Regions from separate parts of the Hordeum vulgare genome. Here region 1 is linked to region 2. A link is a contact called in public Hi-C data. All regions are on one chromosome and are shown on one strand. Each heading gives the region's core, a stretch centred on a gene start, on an enhancer-like site or on the middle of the called end of the contact. The rest is flanking DNA. Distances are from core to core; before and after follow the strand shown.

Evidence for each region. A called contact is a pair of places that touch in the nucleus more often than the background predicts.
Region 1: a Hi-C map of seedling shows a contact between it and region 2, with 2.5 times the contacts expected there. The contact joins the promoter of LOC123443798 here to the promoter of LOC123413455 in region 2. A contact is called at or near these places in 1 of 6 Hi-C or Micro-C datasets (seedling) and 1 of 1 datasets of contacts at active chromatin or transcription factors (embryo).

Annotation. Positions count from the first base shown.
Region 1 is chr1H:445,817,164-445,820,517 of MorexV3_pseudomolecules_assembly, reverse strand. LOC123443798 (probable glycerol-3-phosphate dehydrogenase [NAD(+)] 3, cytosolic) reads left to right here and starts at 1,294. Exons shown (of 5, transcript XM_045120332.1): 1 at 1,294-2,126; 2 at 2,646-2,867. The coding sequence starts at 1,487.
Region 2 is chr1H:445,609,015-445,612,509 of MorexV3_pseudomolecules_assembly, reverse strand. It overlaps LOC123413455, which reads left to right and starts at 1,903. Exons shown (of 2, transcript XM_045106409.1): 1 at 1,903-2,040; 2 at 2,665-3,237. The coding sequence starts at 2,667. The coding sequence ends at 3,038.

The DNA of each region.
Region 1 (3,354 bases), core at 45-2,544, 210 kb before region 2:
ACACCAAACATTAGGTTTTGAAACTCTAAAAAATATTCATATGTCAAATGATTCTGTTAAACAATATGTTTTCACCTCACTGCAAAGTACAATGTTTACACCGACCAAAAGGATTGTTTTCATGTCATAACAACTATTTTTGCCATCGCATAAAATCAGTGAGAAAAAAGTGTAGTACATGTTATTTGATGGTTATGCATCCATCGATGAAAGGAATGCTTCCATGATACAACCATGTTGCATCAGCTTAAAAACATCAGTGTACTAGATTTCTGTTGTTGAAAGTAATTGTAATCAACCAGAATTATTTTCAGGATATTCCATGATTTACAGAAGTAGTTAAGAGTAAGAATTAACTGATGCTTCCATGACGTCGGTGCATGCATCTGGTAGGTGCATGCTCAATTTGGTAGCCCGTCGTGATTTAGAGCATCTCCAACACGCGCCCAAAAACTGCTCCGCGCGCTAAAAGATTCGTTTTTTGGGCGCCGGACTGCTCCAGCAGAAGCTGCAAAACGCTGCGCGCGCTAAAAACTTTTGGGCGCGCGCTCAAAAACGCTATCGCGCGCAGCATATTTGATGCGCCGGCTTGCACGCGCAGCAAACTCTGAGCGGCTGCAGATGGGACCGCTGGATCGGACTGGATTGGGCGCTGCACTAGCGCGCGTCTGTTGGAGATGCTACGGTCCCCGCGCTTCAAAACTGCTACAGTGACGCGCTAAAAAATTTATTTGACGCCGATTTTTTGCGCTGCCGTTGAAGATGCTCTTAAGGAATAGTAATAACAAACGCCAACCCAACTCACGTTTACTTGGCCATCGAGACAAAAGTAATCCAACAACCAGTAGTCTGATAGGTAGCTGGGGATCAGTGGTCTGATCGTTCCCATATGTACTGTATTTGCGAGCGAGGCGAGTCAGCCTCCGCAGGAAATGGTCCGCGACCCCACCAGCCAGCAACCGGCGTCCGTCATCAACTCGTCAGGCCGTCCGTCGCCATCTTCCGCCCCGGCCGCGCCCGTCCCTCTCGGACGGGCGGCGCCACCCCAAAATCCACCTGTTTTGACCCGGCCACCCCCCCACCGCCGGGCGTCACTGCCCTCCTCATTCCCCTCGTGCTCCCAAATCGGGACGCGCTCTCCTGTAGAAGCGGAAACCCCGGTACAAAACCTCCGTTCGCTCGCCAACTTTACTGCCCCGCGCCGTGGCCGCGAGAGAGGGACAGCTGCGAGACCGGCACGGGCGGGCGGGCGGGCGGGCGCCGCCACCAACCGTCGGCGCGCAATTCAAACGGGCGGCGGCCGGGAGGGACAGCGGGGCCGCAGCTGGGGGATTTAAATGGCGCGTCTTGGCCCCCGCATCCGGCATCCCCCCCTCGATCCCACCGCCACCTCCCCCGTCCCGCTCTCGCTTAGCTGGCCTGCGAGCCTCGATCTCTCCTCGCGCGTGGCCGGCCAGGCGGACTGAGCTAGCCGGAGGCCGCGGCGATGGTGGGGAGCTACGCCAACGGAGCAGGACTGGGGAAGAAGGGCGCGGCGGAGGGGAAGCTGGACGAGCTGCGGCGGCGGCTGGGGAAGGCGGAGGGGGACCCGCTCCGGATCGCCGGCGTGGGCGCGGGGGCCTGGGGGAGCGTCTTCTGCGCGCTGCTGCAGGACGCCTACGGCCGCGACCACCGCGACAAGGCGCAGGTGCGCGTCTGGCGCCGCCCGGGCCGCGCCGTCGACCGCGCCACCGCCGAGCACCTCTTCGAGGTCATCAACGCCCGCGAGGGCGTCCTCCGCAGGCTCATCCGCCGCTGCGCCTACCTCAAGTACGTCGAGGCCCGCCTCGGCGACCGCACGCTCTACGCCGACGAGATCCTCCGCGACGGCTTCTGCCTCAACATGATCGACACGCCGCTCTGCCCGCTCAAGGTCGTCACCAACCTGCAGGAGGCCGTCTGGGACGCCGACATCGTCATCAACGGCCTGCCCTCCACCGAGACCAGGGAGGTGTTCGGGGAGATCGGGAGGTACTGGAAGGAGAGGATCAACCCGCCCATCATTATCTCGCTGGCCAAGGGGATCGAGGCGTCGCTCGATCCCATGCCTCGCATCATTACCCCCACACAGATGATCGCCAATGCAAGTGAGTTCTTTGCTCAACTTTACTTATTTAGTACTTTCTTTTTGTTACATCATCAAATCCACCGCTTAATAGTTTAATACCGTACTTTAGCCGCTAAACTGAATGTGATGTTCCTGATGAAGTATGCAGGCTTATCTTGAATTTTGATCTATACTTAGTGTTACTGTCGTTCATTTCCTTTATCTGTACTTAGTGTCCTCCACAGCTACTAAATGATTATACAGCACATTCTCTATGTCCGCTATCAAATAATTGGAGAGCTAGTTAATGCCCTTACACTAAATGGCTCGCCATGAATGTCCAAGTGTTATGTCCTGCAATGCTTGACCTGGTGTAGTGGTTAGTACATACACATCATTTTAGCAAGCTGTGTCTCCATTAGTACTGAATAATAAGCGCTCTAGTTTCCTCTCATATTAATTCATTTTGTATGTGTCAATGCATCGTATATACTTTGGCATGTTACATACTCCAATTAAGGCTCTGACGAAGCTTTGTTTGTCATGGGTTTTATTGTAGCTGGAGTTCCATTGGAGAATATTCTATATCTCGGAGGCCCTAACATTGCTTCTGAAATCTACAATAAAGAGTATGCAAACGCTCGCATCTGTGGAGCTGACAAGTGGAGGAAGCCTCTTTCTAAATTTTTGCGGCAGCCTCATTTCATCGTATGGGATAACAGTGATCTCGTTACACATGAAGTCATGGGTGGCTTAAAGAACATATATGCCATTGGTGCTGGTAAGTTCCCGTGTGCTCTTAACTGCTGTCATACTGTATTTTGGTGAGCATGCCCCATATTATCTTTATCAGGAAAATGAATTGCGGTTTGGAGCCTTCCTTTTTTTAGACACGGGGAACAAAACTGTTGCCATTTTTGCAGCAAACCAGAAACGTGTTGAGACCTCATGTCAAATACCCTGTCCTGTACCATGTACTCCCTCCGTAAACTAATATAAGAGCGTTTAAATTACTATTCTAGTTATCTAAACACTCTTATATTAGTTTACAGAGGGAGTAATATGTTAGTTGAATCTACTGTATCTTGCGTTGATGTTATCACTCTCACACATTACTTGCTGCTATGTTGCATAGATGCCATTAATGCGAGATACGGTAGACTCAAACTACTGATGAATTCAGTATGTGCCAACAAATAATAATTGTCGGATGGATATGTGGCTCTATATTATTATTCAGGGGCTTAATATATCAAAGGTTTTGCTGA
Region 2 (3,495 bases), core at 654-3,153:
AGGGGCATATCCCATTCCCCGAACCATGCCTCTTGACCACCTCCGTACCAGTCTACGAGATATGAGGCAATCCGTCAACACTACCAAACAAAGATCTTGAATTTCAACGGTAGTGGCACCTTCCATAGGGGTGTCATCCACCGGATGCGAGGAGTGCGGCATAGTGCATGGTACACCAATGCAACGGAGAAATCTCCCGAAGGAGAGAGCAACCACCTCGCTCGATCCGGGCTACTGCCAATCACCAGCAGGAGGACGGCCAAAAGATTGGAATATTCGAGCACTTCTGCGAGTCCCAAAGAGTGTCGGAACTGGATGTTCCAATGGCCCTCCCAGGCATCTTCTGAAACCCGAAGCAAGGAGTCCGCACGTATAGCAAATAATAGAGGGACCCCCTACAAAGGGGGTATCCTCGACCAAAGGATCCAACGAGAACAGGGTCCCCTCGCCATTGCCGAGATAGAACACCAATCCAAAGCAGATCTCGTGTTTAATCTTTTGGATGGATCTCCAAAACTAAGACCCGTCCATAGAATCACACGCTAAGAGCGGCAAGCCGTGAAGGTACTTGGCTTGAAGAAGCTGGAGCCAAAGTTCCCTATCATTGCAGATGATCCGCCAGACCCATCTGAGCTTTAGGGAGACCTTCATCCGTCGGGAAGCCAAGATCCCTAGCCCACCACACTCCTTAGGAAGGCAGATGTCGGTCCATTTTACCATGTGGTATTTTTGGCGGCCATTCATGGCTTGCCAGAAGAAACGGGCAAGGGCCTTATCAAACGCAACATGCACACCATAAGGAAGGGAGTACATCCCCATGATATACATGGGAAGGCTGGAGAGGTTGGAATCTATTAGGAAGGTCTTACTCCCCTTGGAGGTAAATCTACCACACTAGGGTTCCGCCCGCGCGCCAACCTTCTCCACTAGGGGGTAAAACACACTCATGAAGACCTTAGAGTTAGAGAGCGGCATGCCCAAGAAGTCAATAGGAAATGTGGCCAACGTGCACTTTAGGTTATCTGTAATCTGTTGCTTCTCCACCTTGGAGCATCCCAGGATGATAAATTCGCTCTTAACGAAGTTGAACTTAAGGCCTGGCATCTCTTCGAAGCAAAGAAGAAGAAACTTCAAGTTTACTATATCTAAATCAGATCCTTCAACCATGATCATTGTATCATCAACATACTGGAGATGGATAACCCCGCCTCTAGCAATGAGGTGTGGCACCACTCCAGGTATGTAGCCCGTTGCCCTTGCCTTATCAATAATAGAGGCGAGGGCATCATCCGTCAGGTTGAATAATAGCGGGAAAATTGGGTCACCTTGTCGAACCCCACTCGAGAAACGGAAGTAAGGTCGTACCTTCTCATTGATATTGATCGTCGTGCTTCCGGTGTGCACTAGTTGCATAACCCAAGAGCACCAACTATCAACAAAATCCCTCCACTCAAGGACCAGGCGTAGGAAAGATCAGTCAAGGCGATCATATGCCTTTTGAAAATCCAGCTTCAAGAAGACACCCCCCGCCCTACGACTGTGGACTCGTGAACAATCTCGTGGAGCGCAAGGATCTCATTATAAAAGCGACACCCTTTTAAAAAGGTTAAATGGAGTGGGTGGGCAATCCGCCAATTCATGTGGTGGTAGTTACCACATTTTTATTATTGAATTGCCAATTGCATCTCTTCTATACTTTCTTTGAATGTATTTAGCGTTTATTGAGCAAAATAAAATTTGCGTTTACCAATACTTTCTCTCTCTTAGAGAGAGAGAGAGAGAAACTAGCTGGCCCAACTGAAATAAACAAAAGCCTAAATAAGTAGCCCATTGGGCCCAAAAGGAGCAAGCACAGGTGCCACGTTACCCTTCTTCCGCTGAACACGTGGTGATCTAACCCAGTTGAGCACTGACGAAGCGAAGAGGGGATTGGGTTGCCTCGGTAAAAAAGAAAGGATCTCCTTGGCTGCGTGGAAGGAACCAGAAAAGGCGAGCTCTCGAATCCGCGGCGCCTCGTTTCTTCGCCGACTCGATCTGCAGGTGGTGAGTGCCTAGCCGCTGCTTAGTTTCCTCCGCTCTCTGCTTGATCTGTTTTCATTTTCCGGTCCGGTCTTGTGTTGCTTTGCAGCGTCGCATGGATGGATCCATATGAGTAGTGTTCATGTAAAGTTACTAGTGTTTCTGCAGGTCGCTGGAGCAGCTCTATTTGTGCTTTGTTCTGAGATTACTAAAGAAAAGGGAGTCAAATTAATCTTGGCGCTAGTAGAAAGATGTAATAATGAAAGTAATATAAGGTGAGATCTGTAGCAGTGTGATGTTTGATAGTACTACTAGTTTTTGTACACGCGCGCGAGCAAAGAAGCCTTAGAAGATACCACTGCGTTTCTGACTGAACTGAGTCATTTCTATAGCTGCAACTGGAAGCCACAGCAGGAATGATGTGTTATACCTTACATGAACACTGCAGTAGCTTTGCCTGCAGTTTCCTTTGTTGCATATAACCAGGAATATAGGTAGCTTACCAAGGAGGAGGGTACCTTATCTGCATCTTGTCAAAGGCTTCTGAAGTTCTGACTAACAGCAAACTTTTTTGAGCATGAAGCTATTGTCTATAGGGTGGTGTCTTGGCATGGAGTTTTCATATCTGGTGGCATATATTGGCAGGCATGGACGGGAAGAACCTCGGCAGTGGACAACAAGCTCCACAAGCTAAACCAGATGCCATGACTGATGACCAGGTGGCCCTGAAGGACGCCGCAGTTTCTGACACCGGAAATGCAAATGGCCATGATGTTGTGGATATGAACATGGAAGCTGCCATCTCCGCCGATGATGTCATGCGAGCCGGCGGATTCGGTGCCAAAGACGACATTGGCAGCCTCCTACCGACGGCGATGGACTCCACTGACTTCGAGGCCTCGCTGCGGGACGCCCGCGACTTTGAAGGCGAGAAGGAGCAACCGTCGCGCCCTGGGCTGGGTTACAGGGCAACGGAAGCTGACGCGGGAATCAAGCCGTCGGACGCACCGCAGCAGTGATCCTGCTTCATGGGGCAACTTCTGCTTCATGGGGCAACTTCTGTTTCAGAAAGACAAAACACGGCATCCATGTTTGACGTTTCTGTAGTTTTCCAGCTTCTGTTGTGCTTCAGTTGGTAGCCCCGACATCTTGTTGTTTTGGTGCTGGATGGAAGTCTATGAACACAGAGTTATGCGAAAGTATGGTTTTATTTGGTCTTGTGCTGCCTGATGTTTACAGTTTTTGCTGTTATATCCCTTTGCTCAGAACTCAACTTTTTTGTTTTCAGCAGCAGGGGATATATTCTCCTGCCTAGACAAATACTCCCTCCCTCCGTTTCTAAATATAAGACCTTTTACAGATTCCCATCAAATAACAAGTGCTATCTTTATTGAAATAGCAGCAAAAGCTACATTGAAGGAGAGTTGAGCATATTTACGAGAAACCCCAAAGCAGTACTCCCTCGGTTCGGAAGTA